Regions from separate parts of the Mus musculus genome. Here all the other regions are linked to region 3. Evidence: chromatin contacts called from public HiCAR-type, HiChIP or PLAC-seq, Micro-C and promoter capture Hi-C data. All regions are on one chromosome and are shown on one strand. The core of a region is the stretch at or near the end of the contact, and the rest is flanking DNA. Distances in the headings are between cores, read along the strand shown. Region 1 holds the start of Apbb1ip (amyloid beta (A4) precursor protein-binding, family B, member 1 interacting protein). Region 2 holds the start of Pdss1 (prenyl (solanesyl) diphosphate synthase, subunit 1). Region 3 holds the start of Arhgap21 (Rho GTPase activating protein 21). Region 4 holds the start of Otud1 (OTU domain containing 1). Region 5 holds the start of Gad2 (glutamic acid decarboxylase 2).

Evidence for each region. Promoter capture Hi-C pulls out the DNA fragments that hold promoters and counts their contacts. Hi-C and Micro-C count contacts between places; a contact is called where the count stands out from the background. HiCAR-type assays count read pairs that join an accessible place to other places. HiChIP or PLAC-seq counts read pairs in DNA pulled down with a chosen protein or histone mark.
Region 1: a promoter capture Hi-C map of embryonic stem cells shows a contact between it and region 3, with 3 times the contacts expected there. The contact joins the promoter of Apbb1ip here to the promoter of Arhgap21 in region 3. A contact is called at or near these places in 2 of 39 promoter capture datasets (embryonic stem cells and hippocampal neurons), 3 of 484 Hi-C or Micro-C datasets (the G1E-ER4 cell line and adipose-derived mesenchymal stem cells), 3 of 115 datasets of contacts at active chromatin or transcription factors (large pre-B cells, neural tube and thymic regulatory T cells) and 3 of 9 other capture datasets (adipose tissue, liver and macrophages).
Region 2: a contact with region 3 is called in a HiCAR-type map of astrocytes, with 6 times the contacts expected there. The contact joins the promoter of Pdss1 here to the promoter of Arhgap21 in region 3. A contact is called at or near these places in 2 of 39 promoter capture datasets (embryonic stem cells and hippocampal neurons), 8 of 115 datasets of contacts at active chromatin or transcription factors (the 230-238 cell line, astrocytes, embryonic forebrain and 4 more) and 2 of 9 other capture datasets (embryonic stem cells and liver).
Region 4: a contact with region 3 is called in a Micro-C map of embryonic stem cells, with 13 times the contacts expected there. The contact joins the promoter of Otud1 here to the promoter of Arhgap21 in region 3. A contact is called at or near these places in 1 of 39 promoter capture datasets (embryonic stem cells), 7 of 484 Hi-C or Micro-C datasets (B cells, CD4 T cells, cardiomyocytes and 3 more), 8 of 115 datasets of contacts at active chromatin or transcription factors (astrocytes, cardiomyocytes, embryonic stem cells and 5 more) and 2 of 9 other capture datasets (embryonic stem cells and liver).
Region 5: an H3K4me3 HiChIP or PLAC-seq map of embryonic basal ganglia shows a contact between it and region 3, with 18 times the contacts expected there. The contact joins the promoter of Gad2 here to the promoter of Arhgap21 in region 3. A contact is called at or near these places in 1 of 484 Hi-C or Micro-C datasets (embryonic stem cells) and 6 of 115 datasets of contacts at active chromatin or transcription factors (astrocytes, embryonic basal ganglia, embryonic forebrain and 3 more).

What each region holds. Positions count from the first base shown.
Region 1 is chr2:22,773,026-22,775,908 of GRCm38.p6, reverse strand. It overlaps Apbb1ip (amyloid beta (A4) precursor protein-binding, family B, member 1 interacting protein), which reads right to left and starts at 1,582. Exons shown (of 14, transcript NM_019456.2): 1 at 1,388-1,582.
Region 2 is chr2:22,894,238-22,896,945 of GRCm38.p6, reverse strand. It overlaps Pdss1 (prenyl (solanesyl) diphosphate synthase, subunit 1), which reads right to left and starts at 1,424. Exons shown (of 11, transcript NM_019501.3): 1 at 1,184-1,424. The coding sequence starts at 1,315.
Region 3 is chr2:20,966,314-20,969,013 of GRCm38.p6, reverse strand. Arhgap21 (Rho GTPase activating protein 21) reads left to right here and starts at 1,293. Exons shown (of 24, transcript NM_001081364.3): 1 at 1,293-1,684. The coding sequence starts at 1,604. Gm13375 (predicted gene 13375) reads right to left here and starts at 140. Exons shown (of 2, transcript NR_033225.1): 1 at 1-140.
Region 4 is chr2:19,656,227-19,659,114 of GRCm38.p6, reverse strand. It overlaps Otud1 (OTU domain containing 1), which reads right to left and starts at 1,384. Exons shown (of 1, transcript NM_027715.2): 1 at 1-1,384. The coding sequence starts at 1,053. Gm3230 (predicted gene 3230) reads left to right here and starts at 1,218. Exons shown (of 1, transcript NR_033642.1): 1 at 1,218-2,888.
Region 5 is chr2:22,620,977-22,623,850 of GRCm38.p6, reverse strand. It overlaps Gad2 (glutamic acid decarboxylase 2), which reads right to left and starts at 1,524. Exons shown (of 16, transcript NM_008078.2): 1 at 1,113-1,524; 2 at 356-415; 3 at 13-162. The coding sequence starts at 1,188.

The DNA.
Region 1 (2,883 bases), core at 333-2,832, 1.8 Mb before region 3:
CAGCTTATAACAAAGTCTGTTGGCACATTCTCCTTTTCCCTCTGGAATTGAATACAAGATTGAAGCAGCATGTGATTCACCGGATTCCTTCTGAGCACTGTTAGTGTCTCCATTCTTATGTGGTATAATCTCATTTATCCCCGAGTTCCAGTGTGGTTAAAATAATGTAATTAAGTTCATCTCTGTGTGCTAGTATCCTAAAGATGTAGAGCAACAACTGGAATCTCTACCAAGTACCAGAAAGGTCACAAATATTTATAAGAATTTACAAGTTAAGTGCTAATAGTTTGAAGATGACATTACATTTGCTAGACTCTGAGTTCACTGATCAGACAGGAGACACCACCTGGAAGGACATTGGGTACAAGCGACTCTTTTTCTTATCTTCTGCTATCTTGCTAGCCAGCATTCCTCTTCAGGCCCACGTGCTCCCATTTTAGGGAGGCCCAGAAGGCAAAACCCTCGGTTTAGTATGAAAGCCAAAGTTTCTTTTCTGAAGTTTCAGTTTGGAGTCCCAGATTGGCGCACTTGCTTTTGTTCACACCATATCACTGCCGGTATGGAGGATAAACCCACAGCCTCTTGTCTGCTCAGTTTTCCCCTTTACTCGGCGTTCCCATCACAAAACTACTCTTTGAACAGAGATGCTGAGACGCTCTAGGAGAGCACATGTCACTCTGCACCTTGGTATGAAAGCTGAGAAATACATCGCCAAGGGGAATGAAGAGGTACACGTGATAAAGTCCGAGCGAGGGGCCTGTACTGGGGGTTCTAGCGGTGGTGGTGGCAGTGGTGGTGGTGGTGGTGGTGGTATACAAGAGCATTCTTGTCTTTCAATATATAAAGCATTTTCTGAATCTTCACTCCAAACTAAATTAGGAAACCCTTGTCTGGTATTCAAACTTATCCTTACCACATTTTTTACAAAGAAAAGGAGACTGAGAGGGAAAGACAGGCTTCAAAAAGCAGAACTGCAGTTAAAGTTTTAAATGAAGGGAAACACTTTGAGCTATGTGTCCTCTGACTCTCAAATGAGTCTCCTCAGACTACCACTTAATGTGAGGTGCCCTAAAATGCCTCAGGGGATGTTTTGTTTCAAGATTAGCTCAATTTAATGTGGGGTCCCTGAGACCTGGTAACATTTCTTAAGCAGAAAATCTGTTAAAACAAAACGCAGTGGGGAGAAGAGGGAGCCACAGGTCAAGAGCACAAGAGGTGCCCAGGGGACCTGAAGCTTCCTGGCTGCCAGGGGAAGGGGGGGGGGGCGTGTTCACGTGGCCGGTGCGTGGACCTGTGCCACAACTGTTGTCTCCCCCACCCCCATAGGACACGCAGTGTGGCAGCCTGAGTACCCCAAACCCGTGCGCAGGACTAGGGTGCCGCTTACCTTGACTGCTGGGAGGAGGGTGCGAGGGGGGCTTGCAGAGATGCGAGGAGGCTGTGCAGAGATGCGCGGGGCTGAGCCAGAGATGGGCCGGGTTGAGCCTAAGTGCACCGGAATGAGCAGAGATGAGTGGTTGGCGCCTCTGGGCTGGACCGGCCTCGAGGCGAGGACGTGGGCTCAGGGAGGAGGAAGTGCTTTGAGCCCTGCCCACCCGGCGGCGCAGACTCTCGGCTTTGCACGGAGGTGCTAGCTAGCAAAGCCCTGGAGGAGAATAGACAGACACCAAGCCCCGCCTAAAGGGCTCCGCAAGTTTAGCAAGTTCGGGTTGTTTTTTCCAAACCCTGTCCACCCCTGGAAGAAAACACTTCCTGCCCTAAGGTCAGAGAAAGCCTTCTCTCATCTGTGTGGGTCTTGTGTTCTTTGTAAGAGTCTGAGACTAACGCCCAGATGCTAGTCTGAAGGGTTAGTGCTCAAGGGGTGCTCAGGACTAAAAGTCTCAGATTAGCTGAGAAACTCCCTACAAGAGAGTTCACCAGTCAGTAACACCTGCAGGCAGTTAGTTCCCAAGGAGATCTAAATATCAACCTACGTTGGTTACAATTTTGAGACTTGAGCGGAACAGATGTAAGTTCCCTTTTCTGCCCCACAAAACCGTCAAGCTCCCTGAGCATCTGCGCAGCCTCCACTTCCCCCAAGACTGCCTCCTTTCACTGTTTTAATAAAAGGACCCTCTGCTTCTGTTGAGGCCTGTCTTCCGTTTATTTTCACATCGTGTGGATCAATCCCAATCTATTAAGTTCCACAAAGGGTAAAGGGGCCAGCTTATTTTGCAACAGCCTTCTATGTCTTTACCTCAACCCTCGCTGCACTTCCTCAATCTGCCATTGTCTAAGACTTCCTGGACCAGCCCAGAAGGGGACGTTCCAGTTAGGGTGGACAGAGAAGTGGTGCAGTGTGATGGCCTTTGTGCCAGAGTAGATCTTTCCCTGGGTGGAGGTAAAGGAAGGGCTCAGCAGGTGTCTGTTCTCAGTGGAGACTACTCTGATGATGGGCTGTGGTCCCTCCAACATCTTTATTTTTTAAAGTCAGAGTGTAATTGTCACACTGGCTGTCCTCGAACTTACAATGTATATCAGGCTGGCTTCGAACATATAGAGATCCTCCTGCCTCTCATGTGCCACCAAGATCACTTTCTGGTTTTGTTCTTATGATTTTGTTTGTTCATAGCTTGTATATCACAAGATTGACTGGGACTCACTCTGAGAGAAAGTGTTTAGGGAGATCTGAAAATACAGCCACTAAAATCAATTATGATTTTAAATGATGATTGAGTTAATTTCTCTTCCTCTACACAGCTGTGTCTTTAAGGGTTCACTGTAAGGCAAAATGGTGGAGACATGAAGATATAAATTAGACATATAATTAATTTCAGATAGTTCCAGTACTCAATGGGAGACTATATATAGTTTGTCTAAGAAGAACATAAACAGCAGTAACAG
Region 2 (2,708 bases), core at 175-2,674, 1.9 Mb before region 3:
TGGATGCCAATGACAAAGATTCTTTCCAGAAAAACTCTTTTCACAGGTGAGGTTTCTTTTCTTTTTCCTTTCCTTTTTCTCCTTCCTTCCTTCCTTCCTTCCTTCCTTCCTTCCTTCCTTCCTTCCTTTCTATAGAGATAAAACCCCAAACCCTCTAAAGTCTAGCTTGCAGTATCAAAATGGATCCCTACAAAGCCTATCTTCCTCTAAGATTCTTCCTACATGCTCTCTTTCTCTTATTTGTTATTCTTTCTATTTAGAGCAGCTTGCATTTTCTCTCCAAATTCTTTTTTGGATAATCCGTTTTATGCATCTTGTTTAGTACAAGCCACATATTTATAAATGTTACACATCTCCTCCTAGTATAGAGTTTGATAAGTACACTGACATATGAAATGTACCAAATAGTACTAAAATTTAAGAGGTGGGTGATTATTTTTAAAATGAAAGATGAATTACTTATACAATTACTCGGTGGCCGGAAAGGTCTCCAAAACCCAAAGTGAAAAAAACACTAACTTCAAAAGTCAGTCTGCAGATACTGCCAGGTAAAGCACGGCACGGACTGACCCAACTCACACAGAAGCGAGAGTCATTTACAGGGCTAAAAACCAAAAGAAAATGAATTTGTAATCAAACGCAGTAGGAGACAGTTTTAAGAATCCGCAATTACTAATTAGATAATGATTTTACTTCAAAGAAGTCATAGGTCTCTCATGACACCCTTCGGCTCTTCTCCTTCTAGTGTCCTTCCAGCGCCTTTCAGGCGTGCGTTCTCTTGTAAGCACCTGCAGCACTGAAGTCCACCCTGGCTAGCATCACTTTGCGTCGCTACAACACCCTTTCCGAATTTTGAGGCTAACTGGATCCGAAACCCGAAATTGCTAGGAAAGTGAAAGCAGAGGTCCCTTTGGCTCTGGTTGTCCTCTCGACACACCCGGGTAGCCCCGGCTTAACAGGGCTGCGCTCCGCCGCTCCCTCTACCTCAACCCCAATGTCTTCTGGATGCCCGATCAGCAGCTCCGCACTTCTGGCCCCGCGACTAGTCCCACTTCCCGGGTGTCCCACCCAGTGGGGACTGCAGGCCCCGGCGCACGTGCGCATCCTCCCATTCATTGGATCGCCGGCTGTCATTGGCATGGTGACCTCTACGCCGCGGACAGCGCGCGCGTCCCGGCCTCACCTGCGCGCGGGTGTCCGAGGCGGCACGTGTTCCGAGAGGCTCCACACAGCCAGGTCGTTCCCGCCGCGGGCTCCCGACCGCGGTCGGCCTCCAGGAGCAGCCACGCCGCCAGCACGACCAGCGCATAGCCATGGTTCAAGTCTGAAAGTCGCGGCGGGCCGTAGCTCCGCCTCTGCCCCAAGCCCAAACCCGGAGCCGGAAGCTGGGCACCGGAAGCGCGAAGCCGCACCCTGTTCCCCACCCGGTCGCCTGTCCTCTTCAACCCTCCTCGGAGCCACTGGCTCTAGTCGGGAGCCGCGTCCGCTTTTATCCAGAAATGTGCGTCCGAACTGTTGTCCTACGCGGGACAAAGCGTGCAGAAATCTGGTTCCGGTACCTGCTAACCCTGAGGCCATTGTTTTCGCAATGCCAAGCTCCGAGTGGACGTGCCAACTTCCTCTAATTAGTCTACGCTGTGGGTTATTGTGTAACAGAAGCTAAGTTGACCTTATCTCTTAGCTTTTGGACTCTATCCTGAAAGCCTTAGAGATGTATACATGCATAGTTTAGCGGTTTTGTTCATGTCTGGATATGGGAGACCAACCCTTGGATGTAATGAACTACGCAAAATTAATTTTTTTTCGTTATCTTATCTCGCCGTGTAGACCAGATTGGCTTTGTATAGACCAGATTGGGTTCAAATTGACCATCCTGCCTCAGCCTATTGCTGCTGAGATTACCGACCTGCGTCCCCATTTCCAACTCTATTTGCTAATGCATACAGTGCAGCTCAGGATGCTCAAGAAAATGTTTTTATTGTCGTTGTTTCATTTGTTCATTTTGCCTGTCGCATGTCGGATTTATTCCGAAGTTGAAACAGCATTTTTATAACACTTTCATCAAATGATTATACATGCTCGTAATAATCTTACGCCATAATCTTAGGTGGAGGCAATGAGAGGCAAGCGCTGGGGAGACTGAAGAAGTTTACTGCCTTCCCATGTTGATGTTTTTTTTCCCATTCATTCATTAATTCATTTTACATCTCGACCCCCCTCTCCTCCCAGTCTCCCTCCTAGGAAGAAATAAACCAGCTGTAATTTTCTGAATCATAATTTTTTTTCTTGTTTGCAACACACTTAAAGAGGGTTAACCCTAAAGTTGAGCTCATTATTTTCTTATTAGGTTTCTATGTTAAAAATGGAGGTTATACATGTATGAAACTTGTCAAAATAAAACGTTTGCTGTTTAGGGTTTTGACTGAGTGGTTGGGTGTTTTCCTAGCATGCACAACATCCTGGGTTCCATCCCAACACCACAAATTACTTAATGAATGAGTGAATGAAATAATCAAATAGGTAGGCTTTGCCTAGATAAGTGTAGCAATAAATACTTTCATGTTCTTTTGACAATGTTATGACCTGTGGTATATTGTTATTGGTAATCTTCCTTTGCAGGTAGGGCAACAGGAATAACCCACAGGGAGAAGGATAGCAATCCACAATTCTGCTGGGCATTTTTTAATGTAAAAATTATCCAGATTAAA
Region 3 (2,700 bases), core at 44-2,543:
TCCAGAAGGAAGGCGCGAGCAGTCCGCCCCCGGGAAGCAGCTCGCGCGCCCGCCGGCCCGGCCAGTCTCGCGCTCGGCGATCGCGGGCGCGGGAGCGTGGGGCCCCGGCCGGCCCGGCCAGGCTTGAGTGCGGCGGCCGCCGCCCCGCCCCACGCCCTCCCGCGGCGCCCAGAGCCCGAGGCTGGCCGGGGCAGGTCGCGGCGCTGCCTGGGAGCCGACCCTTAACCCGCGTTCTCCGTTGCGTGGCCGCTCCTCTCACCGCCTGGGGCTGAAGCGCGGGCCCGCGGAGGCCGCGCCCGCGTGTGTGCAGCGAGGGAGGCCGGGGCACAAAGGCGAGCGGCGGGCGCCGGGGTCCGGCGGGCTGCGGAGGAGGGGCGGCGCCTCATGAATATTAACCGAGCCGCGGCCTAGCGCGCCCCGCCGCGGGCCGAGCTGCCGAGCGGAGCCCTTGCTTCCCGCACGCGCCCCGGCCGCGCTTCCCGGGAGCCCGCGCCGGCGACCCGCCTCAGGAAGGGGCGGAGGAAATAGTGGTAGGTGGGTGGTTTGCTCGTCGCTTTCCCCTCTGCTTCAGGTGGCCGGCGGGGAGGGCGAGCCGGGCTCGGGGGTGGGGGGCCGTAGCCGGGAGCTGAGAGTTGCCGGGGCCGCGGCTCTTCCGAAGCATGCTAGGGATCCGGAGCGGGAGCGGGAGCGGCGCCGCGTCCCACCCGCGGCCGCACGCCTCCCCACCCATCCCCGCCGCGGGCCAAGGAAAACAGCCGTCTCCTTGGGGGCGCGGGCCGGGGCGCAGGGCAGGCTGCCACGGCCGGCCGGAGTCACCCGCGGCCCGGGCGGCCGCCGCCACAGACGCCGCCGAGCCCACGCCCGCCCTGGTCCGAGCTGGCTTTTTGTTTGTTTGTTGGGGAGTTGTAGGGCGTCTGCGAGTCTAACCCGGTGCGGAGAAAACTTCGCTTAAGAGTAGGTGTCCGGGTGCTGCAGAATGAGCCCACTGCCTCGGCGTTGCCCAGGAAATGCAGCACTTGAATCGGGATTTTTTCTCCCCCCTTCTCGAAGGCTTCATAGCAGCCAGGCGTGTTTGACATAGCCACCGGGGCAGTTCTGAGGTCTCGTTCTCTTTCTCTAACCGACCTTCAGGCGTTTTCCTTCTTTTTTAATTGTTGCATGAGAGGATTCACCTTAGTAGACTTTACTTCTTCGTATTGTGGGAGAGGGGGAGCTTGGTCCGGGCTTGTGGCAAGGCTAAAGATCGGCGCCTGGGGAAAGTTCATGTCCTTCATTAACTTCTCCCTGTTCCAGGAAGGCTCTCCGAAAGCTGATTTTTCTCTGGCCTCCGAGTAACACCGCCTGGAAGCGGACCTCTTCTCTCTGCACTTGGCTTCCACCCTACCTGCCAAGGAAACCTGTCGCCCTTGAACTTTAAGACTGGAGAAATGAAGAGGGCTAAGTCTGTTGAAGAAGGTATTTGAAGGGGCTTCCTGCAAATCGTTTTTTTGACCAGTCCTTCATCGCCTCAGAATCTGCTGTGGAATTGCTTCCCGTTTGGTGTGTGGTGGCACTTCTCCAATGTGGACTCCAAAGGATTTGTCCCTTTACAATTTGAAATGAAATGATGGCCACACATTGGACTGGTCTGCCTGAGGAAGATGGTGACAAACTCAAGGCCTGTGGGGCGGCCTCTGCCTGTGAGGTAAGCCAGCTAGCTGGGCGGTGGCTCATGTCTGTGAGCGTGCTGAGAGTACGGGGTCGTCTGCCATTGAGTCGGTCGGTCAGCTGTTTGGTGGCAGCGCCCCAGTTGACCTGGAGGGAGGTGAAACCTGGCCTAGGACTGTTTCTAGGGACTTTAGCGATTAATTAGCAGGGGCAAGTCTGTCTTACATGCCAGAATCCTGGTTACCCTTCTGAGCAGGGGGCAGTCTTCCATGTCTTCCCGAGAAGCCTGAGACCAGTAATATTCAGCATCCATTTTTCCTCCAGTGTTTTGGACACTGGTCAGCTTGGGGCTGGCTTTATGTAACTCTTGTGTGTGTTACATCCTCTGTGGCGAGGGCAGGTGGTACTCTTTGGTGCGGCCGGAATCCAATGTTTTCGACTCAGATGGGAAGGGATCCTGGTTCCTAGTGGTGCCTATAGCAGCTTTGGGTGGGAATCGAAGGCTTCCATGGACGGTTTAGACTCAGTCTTGGAAAACACCTGTGGTGTTGAAATTCCAACCTCCTGGAAATCTTCTGGCTTTGCTGTTCTTTTATTAAGCTCAGTTGGCCCGTATACCGCTGCACGGTTCTGTGGGCTCTTGTGGGTGGCAGGTGCCTTTCACTGAAGTGCAGAGAACGGCTGGCTGAGAAGTTACTTAGGGCTTGTAAAAAAAAAAAAATTTTTTTTTTTTTTTTTGAGCCACCCGAACAGAATTTGTAGAAAATCTGTTCACTTTTGGCATCACTTGCTCTGGTGTCTTTTATTCCTTTATTCCTTGATTTTGAGCTGGTGTACGTGGAGTTTATGTTATGGTTCTATCGTATTTACTTTGTTTTATATAGTTCCTGTAATTTGCTTGTTAAAGGTGCTGAACGTTGTTGTTCTCTATTGAGACGACAGTGATGGCAGTAGCCACATCTCCAGTGAGCCCGCCCTCCTGAGCTCACTATTTCTTTGCCTCTGTTGTAAATTTTTCTCTTCATGGTCTTTGGAACATGGCTAGTGCTAAAC
Region 4 (2,888 bases), core at 135-2,634, 1.3 Mb after region 3:
ATATCCGGCCCACGCCCCATCTTGGGCAGCAGCGATAATAAACTCCCCCACGTCGCCCTCAATGAGTGGGCTGAAGTGGTCCAGGTGGTCCGCGATGTAGTGCACGGTCTGCTCCCTCAGCTCCCGGTGCAGGCTCTGGTCCCCGTACACAGTCTTGCTGACAGCTCGGTAGAGGCAGTTGCCGTCGGGGATGATGTGGAATCGGTACTTGTTTCTCTGCCTCAGGTACTTGTCCTGCCTCTCCACCTCGGCCAGGTACAGGGCTAGCTTCTCGTCCCTGGGATCCGCCCGGGACGTGCCTACGGCTTCGCCTTCGCCGTTCTGGGCCGGCTCGCCGCTGCTCCGAGCGGGTGCCGGAACCGGGTGAGCCTCGGCTTCGGGATCTTGCCGTCGGAGCGCGTCAGACCCGGAGGCGTCGCTGCGACCGCTCGCCCGGTCCCAACCCCGGGAACTGCGCTCCGCCCGGCGCTCTTCACCCCACGGGCCGGAGCCCGGGCCGGCGCCGGGCTCCGGGCCGACGGGGGCCGGTGCAGGGGCCCGGTGCTGGGAGGCTGCCAGGGCCTGGCGGTGCTCGCTCAGTCGGAAGTTCCTGTCCGGAGCGTCGCGGACGGCGTTCGGGGCCGCGGGCTCGTCGGGCCGGAGCAGCTCTTCCAGCAGCCAGGCAGAGGAACCGCGACGCGGCGGCGAGGGGGCTGAGGGTGGCGGCAGCAGGAGGCGCTCGGCGCCCAGGGCCCGCACGGCGATGTGCGCCGTGGACGTGAAGTGCGGCGGCAGCGGCGGCTTGCTGCACGCGCCCGGCGGGGCGGCGGCGGACCCGGACCGCTCGAAGCAGGCAGAGAAGGCGGGCATGGCAGCGGCGGCGGCGGCTTCGCGTGGTTCGGTGGCCGCGGCGGGTGGGCGCTCTCCGGTATCCGGCTCCGGGGCCGCGGCGGCGGGGCTGGCTGACTGCAAGGAGACCTTGAAGGCGGCGGCGGCGGTGGCAGGCGGGGCGGCGGCCGTGGGCCCCGGCGTGCCCGCAGGGTAATGGGTGCACACGCTGCTGTAGAGCTGCATGGCCGCGGCCGCCCGCGGCCCCTTATAGCTGCGAGCCCGGCTTGGAGACACACCCTCGGGCGCAGTGCCCCGGAGCCCGAGAATAGCGCTGAGCTCAGCGCCGCGGGCCGCCGCGTCAGGAGCCGCGAATAGCGCCCGGGCCGCGACCCAATTCGTGCTGCGCCACAGCGCGCGGGCGGTCCGAGGGCACCGGAGGGCGCGCGCTCGGCCGGGGACTCGGGCGTAGGACGCTGGCGCAGCTGTGCCCCGCGCCGGCCGCTGGGGACGGTTGGAGGAGCTGCCCGCTCAGACGAGCGCCGCCCGCCCGCAAGCAGGAGTGCAGCGCGCGGATGGTAGGAGGCGGGGCCGCGCTTGTTTACCTCAGGCCGCGCGGCCGCGTCACGTGGTCCCACAGGAATGCGCGCCCCATTCAAGCGGGGCGGCCCCGCCCTCCAGCGGAGACCTCATGGGCGTGGCCGGGGAGGGCGAGGCGGGGGCTGGACTACGGACATGCGCATTGAGTGCGCTCCCAACCTGACTACGGTTGCTGGCTGCCTGGTACCTGGGAAGCAGATCTGTGGGCTATGCGGCTGTCCTGCTGTGTGACGCTGTGGCGGGACCAGCGTTGCTGGGGCAAACAAATAGGTTGGAATAACGTTTTTCTAAAACACTTCCGGACTAGGGACTGAGCTCTACCTTCAGGGCCAATGGCATTCAACTTCTTGAGTCGTTTCCTCCAGTTAACGTGTTTGGGTCTGGTCTACACGGTCTTGCTGCCCCGCTAAGCAAAAATAGACGTTCCTGCACTGCTAACTTAAGTCACCTAGGAAATGCAAGGGCGAAAGGAAGGCTTTTCAACAGCCTTCCTTGGAATACCAAATAACATGCCGCCTTAAAGCCTTTTGAAAGTAGATCGCGACTGTTAAACTTTGAGGCAAGAGGCACACAACCTGTTTTCTGGAACAGCACAGCAAAATGAAATAACAGACTGAACTGTGCTTCCTCTGCAACGGAAAGCCAGAGTGTTATCAAATTGGTACCTACTTGCAGTAACAGTAGCTTTTGCCTTATTCTGAGTTTCAATCCAATTTTAAATTTAGTTTCCAGATATACAGATTGAATTGGAGACTACTTCTTGGTATGGAAAAACAGCCTGCAGGTTGTACTACCTGCGCGCCACCATTCTGCTTGGAACATAATTTATGCTTGTTACTAGGGTCTCTCGTTGGGGGTTCTTAGTCTCCTTAATCAAATAAATTTAAAATGTTCAAAAGGAAGCTCGGGGGGGGGGCAATTTTACTAGAGTTTGAGAGGGTAGGCAATCTGCTAATCTTGGCAGGTGGCCAGAGAAGGGAAGGGGGGGAAAAAAAAGAAAAAAAGAAAAAAAGAAAAAAAAGCCATGCCCTTTTAAGTTAGGACTGGAAAAGGCAGGCCAGCAGGTTCAGCAATGGAGTTTGGCCAGCGGTTGCTCAGGGAAGGGTTGGTGTAACCCGCCTATCAAGACTGGAATGGGTGTATACTAAACAGATATACTAACCCTGTTATTTACCCCATTGGGAAAAAAAAAAATGGACACCTCTCCCCCCACCCCCACCCCGCCTCCGTACACTGATAGGCACATATGCCTGCACACACATTAGAATTCCTCCTAGGGATCTATCTCCTGCTGGGAGGGAAAAAAAAAAAAAAACCGGCTGAATCCCTGGGGACATCCAGAGAAGAAACTTATCTTCTGGAAATGACCTTTCAGGAGAGATTTGGAGCTGAGAAAGGAATGGATTGGGGACCACATTTGCCAGTGTTTAGTTAGGCAGAGCTTTTGTTTTGTATTTGAACCTCATCCTCAGGAAACCCAA
Region 5 (2,874 bases), core at 275-2,774, 1.7 Mb before region 3:
CGGCCCATTTACCTGTTGCGTGCAGAAACGCGTAGTTGACATCCCCTTTGGGGCAGTTGCAGGGTTTTTGGTCGCAGGTGCAGGCGACCTTCCCGGTGGCGGCCCGCGAGGTCACGCTCCCGCCGCCCTCCGCTGGCTTCCCGGAGTCTCCATAGAGCAGAGCTGGACAAAGACACGGAACGCGGGACCTGAGTCAGCTGGCGGTAGTCTCCGCTCCTACATCCCCACCCACCCGGCAACCCAGGGATTCGTCCAACCTAGGCTGCAGGCTCAGAGGGGAGCCCACGACTTTGCTCCCGCCAGCCGCGGGCCCCCGACCTTGCCAGCCCTTCTCCCATTCAGTGCCACCACTCACCGCACAGCTTGTTTCCGATGCCGCCCGTGAACTTTTGGGCCACCTGGCACCACGCTCTCGCTGCAATCGCCAGGCAGGGAAAAGCGAATCGGAAAGAAAACAGACGGGCGAGTGAGAATTTTCGTTCCAAGTGAACCAGGTCTTTAAGTCCAGAGTCTGGGGGCCCGGCGCCAAACTCGAAGCAGCCACCAGCTAGCGACTCTGCTTTCAGCAGGTGGGGGAGTCCGAGGGAATCTGACGCCGGGGCCAGCCCTTTCCTTGCGGTGTCCCAGAAAGAAAGCAGCTCACAACGCCGCCCTTTGCACTTTGTTCGCCAGGTTCTCGGGTTTCCAGACTCTCCCTGCCCTCACCTGGGCTGCCTTTCCTAAACCCGAGGCTGTTTGTTTCTCACCGCGCTTGCCTTTCAGACCCCAAACTCTTTCCTGCTCCCATTTTGTCTTTCCCTGCCCAGGGTCTAGACGTCCCGAGGCAAAGCCTAGATCTTTGATTTCTGACTCCCGCAGACGCTGCAGTCTTTCAGGAGCCTATGTTTAGGGGAAGGGGCCTAGACAACCCTGGGCTTTTTCCCTGGGGGACAAAGGACTGGGTGGGGGGGGGGGTTGGTGTTCTCACACAGTTACGGACTTAACCCAGAGAGCCGGGCGAAGCGCCCGAATAAGTTTCCTGTTGCAGATGTCAAAGCTTTGATGATCAGCCTAGCCCTGCAAACCCTAAACCACCCACAAAGCTCTCCCGCTGCAGGTCCTGATTTTCCTACCTGTGCCCGGGTTCTCAGGATCCGCAGAGCCATCTTCAGATCCGAAGGACCAAAAGCCGGAGCCAGGAGACGCCATGGGTTCTGCTAGACTGGCGCTGGTCGCCTCCAAGTGGCTGTGGCAAGCTGCCTTTGCCTCGACCCTGCACGAGAGTGCGTGCGTGTGCGAGTACGTGTGGCGGGAGAAGGGCACCGCGCGAGGGCTGGAGCGGCAGCGCGACGAGGGTGGGTGTCACACAGGGACAGGAAACGTGCTGTCTGCGTATGCCAGTGCTCGTGCGTGTTTGTATGTTCCAGTCAGGGCGCAGGGACGCGCTGCTGTGCTCTGCGCCGCCGAGGTTAAATGGGGGGAGTAGCCGTGATCCTCGCAGTCTGGAGATTGGAAAGTGGAAAGGGCCCAAGAGATTTTTAGGGAGAGGGAGCTTGGTGGGGAGATGAGAGAGTGACGGAAGGGAAATGGAGGCGCTGGGTCGTGAGGTGCGAGTCAGATGCGGGGGAGGGAGGCGTGCCTGCGTAGTGCTGACCCAGCCACAGGCGCTCCAGGTCTGCTTCTGCCGGAACGCGCTGTCCAGGGTGCTACCACAGCCCTCAGCACGCTGGCCTAGGTGACCCCAGGGACAGGGAGACCTTGGCAAGATTGGAATGGTGGCCGAGGGCAATTTCACGTGTGCATCGATTGGCTCATTGTTTGAGGGCTGTCTCTGGCTGCTGCCGAGCAAAAGTGGTTCTCGCGCCCGCCTTCCTCCAAACCAGTGCTGAGGTCGCTGTGACCTCAAGAGCCCAGGCCACCTGGCCTCAATCAGGAAGAGCTCCAAAGCTTGGGGAAGGAACCAAGGAGGGAGGAAGGTGGACCGCTTCCACACCAACGAACTCATTTCATCTCCTTAGCAGAGCCTAATGTCTGCCTGCTGAGCTGAGCCAGCCTGGGGGGTGGGGGTGGGGGTCGTACGGTTTCTGTGCAGTCATGCCTGGGTCCCCAGACCCATCGTCCAGGTTTTGACTGACGGCTGAAGAGAAAGGCTGCTGATTGAAGCAATTAAAATCCACGCTGGAATCTATCACTGAGGACCTCAGGCTGAGAAAAATTAAATAAATAAAACGAACAGAAACTTCTTGGAGTGGGTGAGAGCTGACACATACACAGGATTCAGGGAGTCTCAAAGTAAGCGAATCAGTTTTTCCAAATCCCAGGAAAAGGCACTCCCATCTTTTCAGGGATACTCAACCCACTGACCTCGTCCCTTCCCAAGAGGAGTTCTTGCCATCAGCAGGTGCCTAGGAACACAACAGTGGCAATTTCCCAGCCCAGAAAGAAGTAGTTTCGTTTGTGTTTTCTAATAAAGGAATGAAAAAATCCTTTCTGTTTCCCTTTTCCCAAAGGCTCTTAAATGCAGGGACGGCGCCTTGAGGAAGATTTGGGGCCCTCTGGCTCCGCTTCCGTTTCCTCTTGCCTATACTAAACCCATAGTTCCAGGCTTACAGAGAGCTCAAGAAAGACTTGCAGGAAAGTGCTGCTTTAAACCGTTCCCGATCTCCTTTCCTTCTCTCCGAGCGAGGGACTGCAGCTTCCCTGCTCTCCATAGTCCTTTATTCCTTCTTTGAGTTTTTCAAATGAGTCACCAAAGCTGTTGCCGGAGGAGAAACCCTGGGACCTTTAGTCTTGGTGACCAGGATCACTTATTTTGTTAGGGATCCGGAGACCTCGAATAACTGCAGATGACCAAGTGCATTCTCTCCACAAAGCTTTATCTTCTTCCCAAGGTTT